Linked DNA regions of Mus musculus: regions 2 and 3 are each linked to region 1. Evidence: chromatin contacts called from public HiChIP or PLAC-seq data. All regions are on one chromosome and are shown on one strand. Each heading gives the region's core, a stretch centred on a gene start, on an enhancer-like site or on the middle of the called end of the contact. The rest is flanking DNA. Distances are from core to core; before and after follow the strand shown.

Evidence for each region. HiChIP or PLAC-seq counts read pairs in DNA pulled down with a chosen protein or histone mark.
Region 2: a FOXA1 HiChIP or PLAC-seq map of pancreatic cancer cells shows a contact between it and region 1. The contact joins two enhancer-like sites. A contact is called at or near these places in 1 of 115 datasets of contacts at active chromatin or transcription factors (pancreatic cancer cells) and 1 of 9 other capture datasets (embryonic stem cells).
Region 3: a contact with region 1 is called in a FOXA1 HiChIP or PLAC-seq map of pancreatic cancer cells. The contact joins the promoter of B930059L03Rik here to the enhancer-like site in region 1. A contact is called at or near these places in 1 of 39 promoter capture datasets (the C10 cell line), 2 of 484 Hi-C or Micro-C datasets (the C10 cell line and rod photoreceptor), 10 of 115 datasets of contacts at active chromatin or transcription factors (the 230-238 cell line, the SCID.adh cell line, SST interneurons and 6 more) and 2 of 9 other capture datasets (adipose tissue and liver).

Annotation. Positions count from the first base shown.
Region 1 is chr12:110,796,772-110,799,670 of GRCm38.p6, forward strand. It overlaps a transcript of Wdr20 not described here. Among named protein-coding and RNA genes, the nearest start is that of Mok, 43 kb to the right of the region's middle. Within about 2 kb of position 1,355, at least 79 of the 459 cell types and tissues checked have an H3K27ac peak or open chromatin away from gene starts, as enhancers often do. A contact at or near this core is called in pancreatic cancer cells and rod photoreceptor, where this site is marked.
Region 2 is chr12:110,945,031-110,947,883 of GRCm38.p6, forward strand. It overlaps Tecpr2 (tectonin beta-propeller repeat containing 2), which reads left to right. Exons shown (of 20, transcript NM_001289510.1): 15 at 1,292-1,381; 16 at 2,672-2,853. Among named protein-coding and RNA genes, the nearest start is that of Ankrd9, 33 kb to the right of the region's middle. Within about 2 kb of position 1,396, at least 19 of the 459 cell types and tissues checked have an H3K27ac peak or open chromatin away from gene starts, as enhancers often do. A contact at or near this core is called in pancreatic cancer cells, where this site is marked.
Region 3 is chr12:110,590,107-110,593,158 of GRCm38.p6, forward strand. B930059L03Rik (RIKEN cDNA B930059L03 gene) reads left to right here and starts at 1,268. Exons shown (of 1, transcript NR_033340.1): 1 at 1,268-2,573.

The DNA.
Region 1 (2,899 bases), core at 105-2,604:
ACCCTCCTGGGCTCCCTGCTAGGTTCAGGGTCTGGTAAGAGCCCAGGCCAGCTCTAGAGGGCTGTCTTAGTTGCATGACCTGGCCCAGGCTGGCCCCTGCATGGAGGGCGTGGTGCTGCTCCAGGCCCGCTCTACCCCCCTGACTGACTCCTGCCCCCCTTTCTTTGACAGCCGGCAGAGCAGTTCTGCAGGCAGGAGGACAGAGTGCAAGGTGTTCTCCAAGACCAGAACTAAAGGTGCGGCAGCTCCAGAAGAGGGTGCTGGTGCTGGAGGGCGGGGCTTCCTTCCTCCTTGTGCCCTGCAGACAGAGGTGGTGGGGTGTCATGGGGTTGCACCGATTGCCATGGTGGGTCCTGATCTCCAAAGAATGAGGACTAGGGCCACTGTGCTTCTACAGTAGCCACCCAGAGAAATGTTTTTAGTTTTCTAAACAAACTTTGAGCTTCCTCATCAAAACTTCCCTGAGCGTTTTCATGAGCAAGAATATCTTTGGTAACTAGCTACTGGACTAAAACAGCTACTGGCAAGAGGCTCTTAAAGGCAGGGTTCCAGTCTGCTTGCTGTGACCCAGACAGAGTCTGCGGGCTCAGTGAGGGCCACTGGACAGTTGGACCCTCCTGTCTGTCCTGCTTGCCCACCGCAGACAACCTTTCTGGTGACTCGAGAAAGCAGCTGCCCTGTAGCTATGGTGAATCAGCCCCCAGCTCCCCCCCCCCCCGTTTTCCTTCTCTGTGCATGTGGTGCCAGGGATTATGCCAAAGGACTCAACCCCTGCCCAACACGCCACATCCCAGCCCTCTGCAGAGGCTCAGAAGTTGTATCTTCCTCTTAAACAAATGCTCCAGAGAGACTGGGTGATACCTGCAGCTAGTAGTGGCTTCTGCCTCCAGATTAGCCTACACAGGGCAGAGGATTAAGTTTGTCCTGATGGTTGAGTTTAGAAGTGCTCTGAGAGCTGCTGAGGTCAGGATGCAGGGTGAGGGCCATTAGAGAAGCCAGCAGGGAGAGGAGAGCAGCCACATTGTCTTCAGAGGCACTCTTAAATTAGGTGGACAAGGCCCAGGTCAGTAGTCTGCTCTAGTGTTTGTCTTAAACGCTCAGGGCACAGCTGTTCCTTCCATCCTGTAATGATGCATTCTGAATTTGTGCTAAAATGAGTGAGCCTGCCTTATAAGGCACACGTGTGCCTGTGTACAAGGCCCTCTCACCTGCTGGAGGGAAACGTTTTCTTTGTTGAGCAAGCTCGGAAGTGTAAAGAGTAACAGGACACAAGACACGGCCGGCCAGCCAGAGCTTAGTGGTGGCTTTTCCAGTGGCTGACCTTGGAGTGCACGCTACGCTGTGGGCAGTTAGTCACACATCTTGGCTCAGGACCAGTTTGCAGCACTGAGGCATGTGTGACCACTGTTGAGGCCCTCTCCTTACCCATGGAGCCTCCGTGCACTTCTCTGGGTAGGCCTGTACTGACTTGAAGACATGGCCTCTGGCTTGGGTTTGGTTTCTAAGGCTGAACTGGTCTCTGTCCTGGGAATGCATGGGGGAGCCGCCACACCCCCATGCCCTGTTTATGTCAGAGCATGCTGTTTGCCTTGGGCTGACTGGACCACCACAAGCTGGCTTAGGTTAACAAGGTGCTCATCAAAGTGCTATGTGGTGGCTGTCCCAGGGAACAGAGACGTCAGTGTGGCCCTGGTAAAGCCTGTGGCTCATTTGTGGAAAAGCACTTGTATTCAGCTGTTACCTTGACGAATCAGATCCCAGATTGAATTGTAAGACTGTTCTTTTCATGGAGCAACTGTCCCATGATGCTGGGGTTTTCACTCATGCTGCACTTATTACATTTTCTTTGTGTCATGGTTCAATTCCTGACTCTTGAGGTAAAAGTATGAAAATCGTGCATTTTTACTTCTGTGTACTTAGGTTTTAAAGACTGTTATTAAGTGACATTGTGTAAAGTTGTATGGGTATATTTATTTTCAGTGAAAGTCAAGGTAATACATGTATTCCTTTCTTACATTTTCATCTGATCTCTTCACAACTTGAATAAATTTCATGAAGAGCCCTCCTGCTGTGAACTACCAGGAAACTGAGCTCCTAATGTCGCAATAACTAATGAAGCTTGAATATCAGTATTGTTATTCATTTCTGAGAACCATGTTCTGTTTCACTGCTTTGTCTTTTAGCTGTTCCCTTGTCCCTGTCACAGCAAAAGATTTACCATATACTTGACTTCTGAAGTACTGGAGGCTGTCCTCTGTATATTGACATTGAATAAACGTGTGAATGCATTGTAAATGTAGATAAATTTTAAGTCATTTTCACATCCAAGCTTCATAAAAAGGAATCTCAGTGAGCCAAAAGAGAGAAGCTGTTAAATGCTGTAAAATTCAGAGCCTTGTTAATGTTTGTGAGACACCATGGATGACTCTGTGTGGACCATGGTCTCAGTTAGCTTCTAGATGAAATGCAGATACTGAGCAGCCCAGATTCTGCTGTGTGAGCTGCTCTCAGTGAGGCACTGGGATTCTCTGAGTGTGAAAAGGTCAAATGTAATGCTAATGATAACTCTCTGAAGGTCTACCAGTTGGCTCTGCAGCCACCTAGCCAGCCTAGTGAGCCAAGGGCACCGTGGGCCTCTGTAGGAGCTCTTCCCACCTCACCCCTGCTGGGCTTCTGTGCTGGGGCTTGGCTGCTGTGATCACCTAGAGCCCAGGGTAGCAGGAGCAGTAGGTGACTTCACTGCCCAGGAGCATCAGCCATGCTTGTTGTCCTGCTCTAAGGACAGGTCCCTGCCCGGGCGACAAGGTGAGAGGGAGCCGGCCCATGCTGCCCCATACAGCTGTTGCCTCTTAGTTCCCGAGACACTGGGCTTTTGCTTAGCGGCCTGTCCTCCAGGCCG
Region 2 (2,853 bases), core at 146-2,645, 150 kb after region 1:
GCGGCCTGTGACAGAGGCACCCAGGCTTTGTGGTCTCTTTCCTTTCTGTTTTCTTTTTCATTCTGTCATTCCTAAAACTTGGTGTCTGGACGATGTGTCATCACTTTCCTATGGAAACCTAATCTGCTGTAATAAAGACAAATGAGGACTAGCTCAATCTCACAATCCATTCCGGGGGTGGGCAGGGAAATGGCTCTGCAGGTAAAAGCATGTGTCACACAATCCTACGGGCCTCTGTTCATCCCGAGAACTTGCGTGAGAATCTAGATACAGCCAGGCATGGTAGCACATGCCTTTAATTCCAGCACCCGGGAGCCAAAGGTAGGCAGAGCTGAGTTCAATGACAGCCTGGTCTACATAGTAAGTTCCAGGACAGCCAGGGCTATGTAGAGAAATCCTGTCTCAAAACAAACAACAAAAAGCCAGATACAGTGGAGGCTCAGGAGAGCACGTCTGTGAGGAAATGGGGAGGCAGTGACAGAAGTGGGGAGATGGTCACATATATGACCCACCAGCAGAACAGGAGACCTTGCCCCCAAAACAAGAGGAGAAGAGAAAACGTAAGTCCAGAAGTTGTCCTCTGATCTCCACACACATGCCATAACACACTTGTGGACACACTCACACAAAGAAACTTGTTTAAAGGGGGTATATGGTCGGGTAGAGATGGCTCAGCAGTTAAGAGTATGAGGATACTTCAGATCCCAGTACTCACATAACAAGCCAGCTATCCTGTGCATGCCTGTGACTAGCGACAAGGTAGGCAGAGGCAGGAGAATCTTTGGGGCAAAGAACAGGATCCCCAGGATCAGGGAGAAACCTGTCTCTAAGTCCTGTGTGGGAAGTGATAGACGGGAACACTTGGGACCCTCCTCTGAACCTGATGAGCATGCTTGGCCACACCCCCACAAAATCTGGTTTTAAAGATCTACCACACCTACAGACTCTGCTGAGAAAGAACCGTCCACTTACAAGGGGAAATTATGGCCACCGTTTAACATGCAACGTGCTGGCCATATCCATAGATGAGCTGTGTTCACTTCTGAATGCCTCCCACTTGATGGATTCCCTCTAGCTCTGTCCCCTGCGTAGCCTCTTCAGGCTTCAGTGAGCAAGGTATGGCTCTCCTTGATGATGCTTAGAGAGATAAGTAGCTTATGCCACTTTGTTTAAGGACACTAGAAATCATTGTAAGAGCTTTGAAGGACTAAAACCAAAACTGAAGTGTTAGAGCTTTTTGCTTGTTTGTTTTTTTCTTTCCCTAACCCACTTTTATATTTATTCTCTCCAGGAACTTACTGGAATACCGTTGTTCCCCGGGGAACAGCTTCTGCCACAAAATGGGCTTTTGTGTTGGCTTCTCCTGCTCCCACCCAGGATGGTGAGTCAGCCTTAGCCCAGCTGAGAGTCCTGGTGTGCAAGTCAGTCAGTCAACGGAGGAAGAGTTCATGCCGTCCTCTGACTGTGGCCTGTGGGTGCGGCGATGAGAGGGAGGGGATATGGCAGTGTTGTGGGCCAGCAGCGCTGGATAGGCATGCTCAGGAGACCTACCAAGTTGGGGTAAGGGTAGCAGAGCTGAGGCTGAGGCAGTGTCCTTTGGAAGGAGGTCACCGTGCAGTGTGGTCGGAGCTGGCAGCACATGACTTCCTGGTGTTCTTTCCCATTTCTCCCAGAAGACCTGAGTTTGACTCCTCATATGGCAGCTCACAACTATCTGAACTTTCAATTCCAAGAGATCCACAAGATACCTTCTGCCTTCTATGACATGGGTACCAACCTTACACATAATACACATAAACATGCAGAGAAAACATTCATATGTATAAAATAAGGAAATCTTAAAAAAACCAAATAATAGAAATAGCTGGGTGTGGTGGTATACACCTTTATCCCAGCACTGAGGAGCTCTGTGAGTTTGAGGCTAACCTGGTTTACAGAGTGAGTTCCAGGACAGCCAGGGCTGTTACAGAGAATCCCAGCCGCAACAAGCCAATTAGCTTAATTAATTACTTAATTATTTAATTAAAATAAAAATAAAAGTATTATAAAACGTGTGACACAAGTTTTAGCTAATGCTTTACATTACACAGTTTTGCTGGGTTGTAATTCCCAAGGATGACTGGCATTCTAAACAAACACTATTAACCCTGGAAGTTCCAGAACGTGCGAGGACCACAAGCATAACTCCTGATTTCCTCCGCCTGCTGCCCACCCATTAGCAGAAGAGGGAAATGCCTTCTGAGAAACTGCTTGCCCCCTCCTTCCTGGGGATTGGAAGAATTGACAGCCCTAATAGTGTATATTAAAAATATAGACTGCTGACATGAGAGCACGTTGATGTCTGTGATCCGTGCTGTTACTAGAAAGCATATAAAAGTCCCTGACCTATGCACTGCCGGCTCCTGTGGGCAGGGAGACTTCTACAGTGGTATTTCGTAGGCCCTGCTCTCTTTCCAGTTCCTGAAGTGTCTCAGGCTTGGCCTTTTTAATGTCTGATGGCAGTGTTTCCTTCTAACCTCAGGTATAGCAAGCCTACCTGTAAGATAACAGTGAGTGAGCAGGCAATCTGTGGCCAGGTGTCAGGGCTCTGAAGAAAAAGGCTGTGTGGTGCTCTTAGGGTGGGTGGCTCAGTGAGACAGCGTTTGCTGACAAATGTGAACCTTTTCTGCAGGAAGCTCCTTATGGCTATGCCAGAGCAGCAAGGACCTGTGTATCATCAGTGCCCAGAATGTACAGTGCCGCCCCTCCACAGTGCAGCTGCCCCCCGATGCAGAGATGAGAACCTATGCTGCCTGCCAGGATGCACTATGGGCCTTGGACAGCCTTGGGCAGGTGTTCATCAGGACACTTTCC
Region 3 (3,052 bases), core at 18-2,517, 210 kb before region 1:
AAAGTAACCCCAGTAGCAGGTGAGGAAGGGTGGGTCACTTCAGTTTACTGTTGGTGGCTTGCAGATTTGTAGGACCCTTAAAAATGCAACTGAAAGTTTTAAAAGGTAAGTGTTGAAAACATTTTGAGACAGTCTTACCAAAAATCCTACTACCCAGCCCCCTGAATGCTGGCATTAGAAACACGTTCCACCCTGCAGGGTGTCATGTATTTTGACTCTGCAATTCTGCTTCAAAAATTTAGCCATCAGCAAAATTCACCTAGTCTGAGCAGTAAGGCCAGCTACTCCCGGCCGCACTGTTTTCCATGCTGAAAAACAGAAACCAGGAATTATCCTCACCTGCCTGAAGTGTTGCTAGATGCAAATGTGAGCAGAGAAGTGAGAAAACCCCAGCACACGCTCTCACTCCTTAAGATTTTATTTTTTTAAATGTGTTTGTTTCTGTATGTGGATTTGTACATATGAGTGCAAGTGCCCACGGAAGCAAGAGGGTGTTCGGTCCCCTGGGGCTAGGGTTATAAATAGTCTGTCCCTAACGTGGGACTCTAAACTCGGATTGTCCGGAAGAACTGTACATGGACCTAACTGCTGAGCGGTCTCCATAAAATATGGCCAAATTGAAACTAGAAAGGTTCTGGCACTCATTCCAAATTCGAATTCATCCTCACCCCAGGACTAACTTTTCCTGCCGGCCCAACACCTTCTTCTCAAACATTCCACACTGCAGCCAAGAGGGAGCTTGCAAAAACATCCCTCCAACCAGTCACCCCAGGATAGCCCGTGAGCCCTCTACAAGCAATGTCCCTATTACCCTACTTATCGCTGTACCTTCAGTCTGGCACCGTGTGGGACACTCAAAACTGCGTCTGATGGACGCAATGTACAGATAAATGTGGGATCAGCGAGAACAGCAAGATCCAAGTGGAGAGGCAATCAAATGTGGGTACGTGTGTGTAAGGTGGACGTGCTGACATACGCCTTCCATGCCAGCACTGGAAAGGTGGAGGCAGGAGCATCAGAGTTGGGACTCAGCACGGCTACCCGGCATCCAAACCAAAGAGCAAGCGGATGGCAGCAGGTACCCCGTAGGAATGAGACAAAGCGCATGCAGAAAACGGAGAAGAGTTCAAAGTCAACAGGATATCAGCTCAGCACAGCTGCACCAGAACACGGCAGCAGGACAAGGGCGGCCCCGGGAAGGTCTCTGCCATCTCGGCAGGGCGGAGATCTCCGCAAGGCGCAGCCTCCACGGCGCACGTGACTGGATGAGTCACCGCGCCAGGAAGCCGCACGAAACCTCGGTTCGGCAGCTCGAACGCAGGCTGACTTAGGACAAGGCAGCGACGTCTAGAGGAAGCCGCAGAGGGGGCCGCGTCCCTTGGCGGGAGGGGAGTGAGGGCCGCGGACGGCCCGGACCCAAGCTTAGACGCTTGGCCCACGGCACACAGGACAGGGAGACCGACTACCTTCACCTAAACGCTGGCGCAGGGAAATGACGCAGCGCATCGACCAATCGGGAAGTGTCTGACTCTGAATCTCGCGATATTCACGGGAGGAAAATGAGCCAATCGCAATGCCCCTTCTTCCAGGCCGCGGTGATTGGCTTGAGGACTCACATGATCGTTCGAGGCCACACGTGACCGCTCCCCTGGCGACACGTGATCGACCTGCCACTCTGCAGAAGTGGCTTCTGGACAGCGGCAAACAGGCGTCCGTGGAACTGAACGGCAGGTCCTGGGTTACAGCCCCGTCACTTTCCACTTGATAGGCGGGGTTGGTGACCAGGGTCCCATGTGACCCCCGTCATGGAACCCCGAGACGCGACCGTAGCGTGGATAGGACAGGGCCAACCTGTCCCCTGTAGCAGCTCTGAGAACTGAAGTAGGTGGGAGGCTGGGGATGCCGAGAGATTAACGAAAGAAACCAGTAAGCAGGGTCAGGAAACTCGTCCCACCTAAGTGGCGTGTACCGGACACGTGGTAACGTAAAGAGGTAGAGGTGCTTGCTATGTAAATAACTATGGAGGACCAGAACTCACATAGATGAGGACTTTGAGCACCCCGTCTTTCCCACTACCACTCACTGGGTGCCTCTTTCTTTCCTTCTTTCTCTAATTTACTCATAAGACAGGGTCTCGCCTTGGCTAGCCTTATTGTCTGTCTGTCTGTCTGTCTATAAAACAGAGTCTCTTCTTGGCTGACCTGGAACTCACTGTGTAGACCCTAAACTCAAGAGATGTCCCTGCCTCTGCCCTAAGAATAAAGGCGTGCACTTCCTGGCTTGACTTCTGTCTCCCTCTCTCCTTTCTTTGTAGTAAACTGCCTGTCTCCGACTCTGTCCCTGAGTCTTACTGTTCTAGGGCTCAAAAATCTGGAAATTTGTGCTGATTCCCTCCAGGGTCATAGCCATGCCTGTTCCAAGGAAGCCCTAGCGATGTCTGTTTCCCACTGCTTCCTGCCCAAGATACTGGTAACCCTGGAAGGTAGCCCTGGTGTGGGGGTGCTGTCAGAAGCATGGACACAATTCTCTCTCTCCATGATGTTAGAATTTCCTGAATAATAAATTGGCAGTCTGCATCCCTTGTATTGATGTAATTTGTTGAGTAGTTTTGTTCTCACTCTCTTAATAAATAATAACTCTTGGGTCACACATTACACCTCACAATGCAATGTAAATTACAGAATGGCTATTCAAGGTTAGAGTTCACAGAGGCCTTCCTGGAGGCAGAGGCAGATAGCTGCTACAACATTTGCTGGTTTGGTTTGCTTGGTTTTGTTCATTTGATTTTCCAAGATAGGGTTTCTGTGTAGCTTTGGCTGTCCTGGAATTCATTCTAGACCAGGCTAGCCTCAAATCCACAGAGACCTACCTGCCTCTGCCTCCCAAGTGTTGGGGTTAAGGGACTATACCACCACCATCTGGCACAAATACAGTATTTAGGGATTAAGGAGTCCAAGTGGATAGCTGTTGGGGGCATGGAGCTCAGAACCTGAGAGATCAGGGATCTAGGCCGCAGGTGTAGTGTTCAGGTGTAAGACAGGTATAGCTTCAA